Regions from separate parts of the Mus musculus genome. Here region 1 is linked to region 2. Evidence: chromatin contacts called from public HiChIP or PLAC-seq data. All regions are on one chromosome and are shown on one strand. Each heading gives the region's core, a stretch centred on a gene start, on an enhancer-like site or on the middle of the called end of the contact. The rest is flanking DNA. Distances are from core to core; before and after follow the strand shown.

Evidence for each region. HiChIP or PLAC-seq counts read pairs in DNA pulled down with a chosen protein or histone mark.
Region 1: a contact with region 2 is called in an H3K27ac HiChIP or PLAC-seq map of VIP interneurons, with 5 times the contacts expected there. The contact joins two enhancer-like sites. A contact is called at or near these places in 3 of 115 datasets of contacts at active chromatin or transcription factors (T-cell acute lymphoblastic leukemia, VIP interneurons and embryonic stem cells) and 1 of 9 other capture datasets (embryonic stem cells).

The regions. Positions count from the first base shown.
Region 1 is chr10:26,335,594-26,340,293 of GRCm38.p6, reverse strand. It overlaps L3mbtl3 (L3MBTL3 histone methyl-lysine binding protein), which reads left to right. Exons shown (of 22, transcript NM_001359254.1): 7 at 991-1,075; 8 at 2,435-2,526; 9 at 3,957-4,061. Among named protein-coding and RNA genes, the nearest start is that of L3mbtl3, 36 kb to the left of the region's middle. Within about 2 kb of position 2,198, at least 4 of the 459 cell types and tissues checked have an H3K27ac peak or open chromatin away from gene starts, as enhancers often do. A contact at or near this core is called in VIP interneurons, where this site is marked.
Region 2 is chr10:25,569,185-25,573,911 of GRCm38.p6, reverse strand. Gm29571 (predicted gene 29571) reads right to left here. Exons shown (of 4, transcript NR_136909.1): 3 at 2,804-2,919. Among named protein-coding and RNA genes, the nearest start is that of Gm29571, 35 kb to the right of the region's middle. Within about 2 kb of position 2,296, at least 18 of the 459 cell types and tissues checked have an H3K27ac peak or open chromatin away from gene starts, as enhancers often do. A contact at or near this core is called in VIP interneurons, where this site is marked.

The DNA of each region.
Region 1 (4,700 bases), core at 949-3,448, 770 kb before region 2:
TTTGCTTTGACCCAGATAAGTAGGGGTATAGTCAGGAAAAGCAGTTAGATAATCTTGCAGTGTCATAGCCCTTACGTGGTAGAGGGTCATGTGAGGTTAGATTAGGTGGTTTTTGTTAGAGTTAGGTAGGGTTCTGAGGATATAAGAAGAGAAGAATCAGGGATTCTAAGAACTGCAGATTTCTGGATTGAACAAATGCCTGGAATGTGAACTCAAGGGTGATGGAAAAAAAAGCTCTGCAGAGGCCTTTCAGGGGGTGCAGAGTTTGTTGCACTTGGTACCTCCACATCTCAAACGTGTTAGGCAGACAGACAGAAACATGAAGTCAGGAAAAGGAAGCTAGCGATAGAGGATGAGGTTATTTAGGATACAGATGATCTCGAGGGATGGGGGGATGGTTGTCAGTAAAGCATTTGCCGTGTGAATATAAGGACCTAAGTTTTGATTTCCAGGACCTGTACAAAAAGGTAGGGACCGTAGCTCCTAGTGGCTGTGGAGGCAGAAGGATTCCTGGAGCTCACTGACCTGAAGTGCTAGCCACTGGGAGATCCTGACTCACAGGAAGACTGGCAAGAGCTCGAGGAATGGCACCCAGGGCCTTCCTCTGAGCTCAGTAGCACTTCAAGTTGTTCCTACCCCTCCTCGCACCTCCAGGCTAGAGTGGAATAGAGGTTGAATGGGTGCAGGCATCAGCAGTGAGCCTGGGTAAGAGACCAGTAGGTCTGAGGAGAGCAGGCAGAGTCATGGAGCTAAGACCAGGATGTTTTAAGGAGGAGGGAGCTCTTCCAAAGAGCAACTGGAAATGCTCTCTTCCAGTGACTCAGTTCAAAACCAACATGCTCTCAAGCGGACCATAGTGTTTTCTTTAAGAGCTAGGAAGTGAAACGGAAACACAGATCCACAGCAAAAAGCTTTTTGACAGACCTCAAAATTTTCCTGGAGACCAACCTCATGATCCTGTAAATGTAAAACTTTTCTTTCTCGCTCTAGGAGAACAAACAAGATGGAAGGATCCTGAGGGGTTCTCAGAGAGCCAGAAGGAAAAGACGCGGGGATTCTGCCGTCTTAAAGCAAGGTGAGCTGATGATGGAAATGTTGTGCTGACTCAGTGGCCCTGAAATGTGTCACAGGAACGTCCAGTCTTTTATCGTACTCCACAGTCACAGAGAATTCTTTGAGTTTCTCCTTGGTGTGGTTTTTCTCCATAAAAACGAAGGCTTGACGTAACCGTTTAGGAAAGTTCACTAATTTTCAAGTTGTTACCATGTATGTATGGAATACCTCCTTTTATTTACAAGTATATCCATCAAGGGGGTAGTTCCTGCTTCTGCCCCTTTACCCATTTCCCAAGATGTTACATGTTCAATTGTGCTCTCTCAAGCACATGCTTCCAGAGTGGCCCTGTCTCTTCCTGCTTCCCTTAAAGCCAGAGCTTATAAACCCAGTCGATCTCAGGTCCTCTTCCTTGCTGGTTGGTTGGATAAACCCTCCTCCTTCTTGGGATTGGCTCTCAGGTCATTTCCACATAAGCTCCTCTCTGCTTTACTTCACATGGCCGGATGCTTGTGCCCTGCCGGGTCTTTGCTCGAGGTCAGTAGAGATCTGTGCAGCCCAGCTACCAACCTTCAGGCCTTCACTCTTCCCTGGAGGGGCTGTGAACCCAGTGACCCTGCATCCAGGCGCTTTAAGATACCTTTCTGTCTGGTTGGTCCTTTTGGGTGACTAAGGGAAGTATATGAAATCTCTAGTCACGTAGCGTGGTGTTGCCTCGCCCTTCAGATTCTGTCTCCTGTCCTCCGAAAGCCCTCAGTGTGAGATTCCAAAGCGGTGGCTCGTGTACGCCTTGCTTTCAGTCAGTATTTCTTTTTCGTAACCGTTCACGTTCCCTTCTGTTAATGTGCTCCAAACGGGCTTGACACATCCCTGGGGACTCACAAGCGCTTCCGGTGCTGCTACGAGCGATCCTGTCACATGCCCGACCCCCCTTCCCCGTTCGAGCACCTTCTGATCCAGAGCCATTTAATCCAGAGGCTTCTGATCTTTATCACATATGCATTGTTTTGTACCTAATGAATCTGCCTGTCACCACATCAATGTTTATTTCATCTCCAAGATGAGCAGATATTGGATAACCACTCAGTGGTTTCCTATCCCCAGCTGTCCATGGCGTGAGAACAAGCAACACATGACCATGTCGGTTCTAGACAATGTTACTTTCTGTAGCTTCTCTTCATGTATGCCAAGCGCGTTCCCTCGTGCGTCATCAGACTTCCCAGTTATTGTTCCTCTGGAACAGGGACCAGAAAAGGAGGGACATGTCAGCCACGGAAAGGAAGAGCCAGAAACCCCACTGGCTGCAGAAGACAGATGTCCTGGGGCATTTCATTGATTTCGTAGCTTTGGAAAGCCTCTTATTTGGTGTATTGTCTTTCAGGCTTGCCTCCTAAAGGCAAGAAGACCTGGTGTTGGGCTTCCTACCTGGAGGAGGAGAAAGCAGTGGCTGTGCCTACGAAGCTGTTCAAAGAGGTAAGAGGCCTTCCGCAGTGCTATGTGTAAAGGCAAAGCATCAGACACTCTACGTCCATGCTGTCATCCCATTATCTGCGCAGGAAGTGTGACTTGGGTGTATTTTTGTTATGAGTATGCATGTGGAAGATTCCTCACAAGGCAGCCGTTATTAGCTCTATTATTATTAGTGTGTACAGCACTGTGCACGCCCATGCATACGTGCTCACAATTTCCCCTCAGCATTTACTGGGATTCCCTCATTCTGCATTATAGGAATACTGCTACTGAGAAACTAGTAGATACCCTTTATGTCTAATTATGAGGGATCAAGAATGAGTTATTGAGTTATACATCCTATTAAGATGCTTTACCTCATATTCCTGATGAGAATATCCTATCATTTAAAATCAGTTTAAAGTGTGGATAGTGGGTATACCTCTGCATAGGATCTCTTGTCTCCAGATTAAGATAGGATTTCCTTTTTAAAGGGCATCTGGAGTGTGTCGCCACAATAGAACTTTTTCCATAATGTGCATAAAGGTAGCCATAGGTAATAGGTAAGTTATCAGGAGTAGCTGTCCTCCAGTAGGATCATATTTACAAAGCTCTGGTGAGTAAGATTCAGCACACAGACTGTACTTCTGTCCATGTAAGTCACTTCTTTGAGTTCGTTCTAGTTATGAATAAACAAAATAAAGGTGTAGTGGACATTAGAGGAATTGCATCATTATTGAGAATCTTAATTCAAACATAATCGTAATTACAGCTTGTTCTGGATAATTGTTTTCTGTACCTTACATAGTAGACTTTCACTCTACCCCACTCCCCACCTCTGAGACAGAGTTTGTCTGTGTGGCCCTGGCTGTCCTGGAACTCGCTCTGTAGACCAGGCTGGCCTCGAACTCAGAGATCCACCTGTCCCTAACTTATATTTCTAAAAGCAATTTATTTTCAATAATAAGTTTGGGTGCCCACGAGTGGTTGCCTGCAGAGGCAGAAGAGAACTGGGAACTGGGAACGGAAACTGGACCCTCCCTGAGGGAAGAAAGCACATGTTCTTGCGTACTGAGCTACCTCTCCATCCCACCTTTGCACATGTTTAAAAATTAGTATCATCATATGATTCAAATTGTCAGTATTAAAAGGCAATAACGTGTCACCCTTGTCACTGTGTTTCCCTAAGCACCAGATCTGTCTCTGCCGACAGGTCAGCACTGCTAGTTCTTGTGTTTCCTTCCTGTAATGCTATATGCACCTTTCTGCCCTGTCTCTCACCCCGTGGCAATGGCTGACTGACCTCTACTTTGTTAGACTATCATTTTAATATTACAGCTGGAGATTATTTCATCTCAGGTCATTGATCCCTCCATCTTTTTAGTATTTTAAACTTACATTTATTCCATAAAAAATTAACTCGCTCTCAAAGCTGCTGCTGCTTTGCATTTCAGCACCAATCCTTCCCATATAACAAAAATGGATTCAAAGTGGGCATGAAGCTAGAAGGCGTGGACCCTGACCACCAGGCAATGTACTGCGTCCTTACTGTGGCTGAGGTGAGCTCCGCCTTGTATTTGTTTGGAAAAAGAGATGATGGATGACCGTGGGGTCTTAATGATGAGGAAAAATGTCCTTGGCTGAATGTTTACAACATGTGAGGCATGATGCTTAGCATTTTTTTTTATGTATATTAACTCTCCAGGTGGTGCACCTGGGGTTAGAAGTGACGCCTTTGAGATACTATAGTCTTTGCCATGCTGTATGTTTCTTGACAAAAGGAACTGATATAGTTGAAATTTATCTGTGAAAGAAAGGACTTTGGGGTGGAAACTAACTCCTCTATTTACTTCTTTATGGTTCTGAAGCGGGAACCCAGAGCTTCCCACAGTGCTAAGCAACCAATGTATATATGTTGCTTACATATACATACACACACATATATAGCTATAAATACTTAATTGGTATTTTGCAATGTCTCTGTGTGTGAAGATTTCAAGAAGGAAGCAAACACAACAGACACACACACACACACACACACACACACACACAGTGTTTACATTATATTACTGAGAAGACTTTTAAAATTTCTTTTTCCTCCTGTGGTAGTACTCCTTCCTTTGAACTAAGGTTATGGATCTTTTAAAACCTTCTCCTCAAAGGAGTCAGGTCACGGTGTGGTGTGTGCCCAGTGCTGA
Region 2 (4,727 bases), core at 1,047-3,546:
CATCCCCAGACGCCCTCAGTGTTCCCTTCGCTCACTTGTAATTCTCGTGGCTCGTTTTTCCTTTAGCGTATGTTCAGAAAATGCCAAAATGTCTGGTTTTACATTTTTTTCTGGGACTGCCTGGGATGCCACATACGATCAAAGCAGTTCAGGGTCTCCCATGAATAAGTCTGTATCTTGGATTTGTCAAAGACATCATTGTAAGTGGGTGTCCTTGAGAGAGCTTAATTTTGTACAACAAGCACAGACTTGTAGAAATATCAGCTATAAATAATATCAGAGATATTATTTATTTAAAACATTGATCCTTTCCCACTTGTGTATCAGTTATATTTCCATTTTCCTATATTTTCTTAGGACAGTTCCCTGGGCATGTGCAAGGCTCTGTAGCTTTGATTCACAGTCCACATCTTGTTCAGCATTGTTTCTGAAAGTCATGAGAATAAATTAATTTTCTTGCATATAAATAAAGTCAGACAGCTTGAGAATTGATGCCTTAACGTGCTTTTGATATATATTTACACTGGCTCATCTTCATAAAGCTTTAAGAATCCAAGAAATCCTGATAATACTCTTATCACAAAAGTAGGCCCATGGCATAGGCCTTTCTCACCATAGTACTGTTTAATTTACTAATACTGTCTTTAGTTATCTTAGGGTTTTACTGCTGTGAGCAGACACCATGACCAAGGCAACTCTTGTAAAGGACAACATTTAGTTGGGTCTGGTTCAGAGGTTCAATCCATTATCATCAATGCAGGAGCATGGTATCATCCAGACAGGCATGGAACAGGAGGAACTGTGAGTTCTACATCTCTATCTGAAGGCTACTAGGAGAAGACTTCCTTCATGGCAGCTAAGACGAGGGTCTTAAAGCCCATGCCCACAGTGAGACACTTCCTCCCACAAGGCCACACCTCCAAATAATGACACTCCCTGTGGCAAGCATATTCAAACCATCACACCAATACACAGCATGTCAGAGTAGCATTGAAGAGCCTTAGGGAAAAGCTGTTCCTAACTAGCCAAAAGAGTGAGATCTATGTCTAGTTTGAGAAATGCTATTGTCTCTTACTCCAGGTCATTGACCTGGTTCAGGGACCACACCTAGGAAGGCAGCTTAGTCTTTTAATGAGATGCCGCACTTTCCCTTCTCCAAATTCCCACCCCTGGCACAGTCCCTACTTTGAGGTCCTGTGGGGTCTGCCTGCCTTTCTAAGTCCTGATTCAGAAAGGCCTAACTTCTCATTTTTTCTTTTCTGTCTCTTTCTCCAGATGTTGGTTAGAGCCTAAGCCTGAATTTTCTGGCACTTGGTGCTCCTTTCCCCCTTTTCTAAAGTTCCCTTCCTTTCTATGGTTGTCTCACACTATAGCTGGCTTCTATGCCCACTTAATTCAGATTATATGGCTTCTTTTTCTTCTATTTCCATTCTCTTCCTCCTAGCATCAGCCGAGATTTACATCTTGGCTGCCCCATTTGATTGCTTTTGCTGTTTTCTTTTCTTTTTAAACCTAATAAAATTGTCTTCAAGCTTCCTGTGCCTCTGCTCTTAAGTTTTTATTAATGAGACTGAGAACCCCAGAAGTAGGCTCTGACTTCCCCGGAAACTATATGGACCATAATTCTTGACTTACACGGGAATGGAAGAATCTCCATAGAGTCTTCCAGGACTCTATGGCATGTGAAGTCTCATTTACTCAAATGTCAGCCTTGTCAAGGGTCTTCAAACCCCTTATACAGATACAGTATCTGCATAGCCGTTGTCTTCAACAAGAAAATACACAAGCACTAAGGTGAAGAACATATTAAAACCAGCCAGGCAAAGAGAGTGGTGAGCAAGTTAGAGATCTGGGAAAGATGCCACTAACAAGGGATCGATTTTCTCACTCTCAGGAGCCTTTGCTCCAGTTATTTCAAAGGTCTATCCCACAACCATTCAATATTCTGATGATCCCACATTTTGCACTTGAGCAATATTAATGAACACCATGAAAATACTGTAGGGAAGGCTCTGCTATGTTAGTACCAGTGACCAGTCCTTTCTAATGATTCAAAAGGCAAACATTTCTACTGTCTCACTTGTAATATCAACACCAAAGACTTTGCTTTAAAAATAATTGATGAGAAAAATCCCCTGTGACTTGTTTTATCTGCCATTAGTACAGAAAGGGCACACAATTGGGGAAAGCTAACAAAGAATGAGCAGAGACGAAAGGCACGGTGAGTACTACAGAACAGCAGAGAAGCTGGTCACTGTGAAGCAGCAGGCAATGCTTGCACTGTTACAGCTGCCGAATCTCATTAGTTAGTGATTTGATGAATAGAAGAATAAATCAATTGCCAGCGCCAGTGTGAGAAATCTAGTATGCCATCTTATCTGCCCTGTAACAAGAGACCTAATAAGCCCTTCTTCAGCCAGCAGGCTTGATGAGGCTTGTTGGAGGCAGAGGATTAGGTTTTTCAGACTTGTTTCCACCCTGCTTGCATGACACCAGGCTCCTTAATCAAACCCATTCTTCCTCCCCATCGTAGCCCCGTGCTGTCCATCAGCAGATGTCTGCGGAGATCTGCTCACAAGACATCTAAGACATTCATTGTTTTCTGTGATTTTTTTTTCCTTTGAAAGGATTGTTTTATTCATCACACATTCACAGATCTGATGGTTTCCCTTCAAGAGAAACATAACATCTGGAAAGCAAATGAATATGAACATTTGAATACTTCTAGGAAGTGGGAACGGGGAGGGGGGAGATGAAAAGTGGGGGGGGGGGGGCGGAATGAAGGGAATAAATGACATCTTACCTAAGAGTTAAGGTAAAAGGAAATCCAATAGAGTTTTCCCGTCTTAGGTTCTGATACACTGACTTCTCTGGTTCATTTTACTGGTGTAAATGGTTGTCGTGATAGTTGGAATTCAGCTGCACATGGGGAACACAGAAAGCATTCAGAATTTGTGTGACTGTCAATCATTCAGTTCCCCAACCTCCTGGCCTCTCAGGAAGCTTTTTCTGAAGCCCCAAGTCACCAGACCATAACCCAGTGATGCTACAACAACCTCCAAGGACAACACTTGGCTACAGTACTAACTGAGTTATTCTCATGCTACTACTGACCAGTATTAAAGGGAGTGCCTGCTTGCACAGATAGGATGAACTCCAGGCACGCAGGCCCTTGGTGGTCCAACCCAGTGGATCTTTGCACGTCTGCCTTCTGTATGGCCTTCTTTCTACTCTCACAATATTCTGTAAATCCATCCTTTTCTGAACATATTATCTGTTGAGGTAATTACCCCATCCCACCCCCCCGCAGCATAGCTGTGGCCATTTTGATCTATGCCTGCCAGTTATTTCATATTGTTGATGTAATATGGCTGCCAATCATTGAAACAGAACAGTAACATGACTGGGAGCAGGGTCATGCTGACTACATATCTTGTTATGTTCTATATGTTATGAGGTTTGTTAATCTTAAGAAATGACACAACCGTAAGCTTCACTTCACTTAGAATCAATCAAATTGAAGGTCAATATGAATGGTTATGTCTAAAATGGCTTGAGTCAGGGCCAACCACCAGGCAGCACTTCTGTCACCTGCATATGAGCTCATTGTGGGTTTTTTGTGGTCTTAGGCTTTATAAGCTGGCCTTGAGAAATGTCCAGTGCATAGCTTTCAGCCCAATCAATCAGTCTTTTAGGTGTGTGTTTGTTCAATAAACTATGCCTAGCTGACTGAGATCAGTGTTTGTATGGTTTGTGGGGTGACTCCTGGACCCCAACATCACTCTTCTGTTTCTATAGATGCTTGTAGCTCCTCCTTCCCTCTCCTCCACCTCTAAAAGGCAAACTAAGTGTTACATTAATGAAATGAACAGCATCTTATACTTATTCATTCTTTATACAGATTAAACAATCTTTTTGACAAAGAAAAGAAAAGTCATCCCATCTAAACGGCAAGCATTCCATCCTTCCCTTACATCTCCCACTCAAACTCCTTCCCTTTACCAATAGGTTAATTGCTTTCCCTTTGTCGTGACAGTACCTAACATGAACAACTTGCCAGAGGAAGAATATATTTTGACACACAGTTCAAAGGGAGACAGCCCACTGGAGAACTGAATCTATCAAGTTAGAAGTATGACGAAGGTGGTCACATCACACCTATAATCAGGAAGCAAACAGGATAAATGCCGTCCTCTTTTTATTTAATAGGGAAACCCAGCCTGTGGGATGGTGCTGCCCACATTGAAGACAAATCTTGCAACCTGCTTATCTTCTCTGGAAACACCCTCACAGACATACCCAAAGGTATCTCTAACCCTGCTAAAAGGACAATCTAAATTATCACAGCCACATTCAGCTTTAACATGAAAAATAAATCAAGACGTAAGACAAAGGATCTTGTTTTTCTGCAAAGTTATTTCCCCTTTAAGAAATAAAATTGAGGTGCCCTGAGAAGACCTTGGCACTGGCTTAGCACCCAGTCCCACAACACCCAGAGGGAGCTTGACTTCCAGGTGCTCTAACATGCCTCAGATCACAGGATTTCAGGATCACAGAAGCAGCTTGAAACCCATCTCTGACACATCCAGGATCTCAGGATCTCAGGATCACAGAGACAGCTGGACTCTGAGAAGTTCTGACACAACCATGATCACAGGAGGGACAGGCTCTAGTCAGAGACATCGAGGGCAGGTAGCACTAGAAATAACCAGATGGCCAGAGGCAAG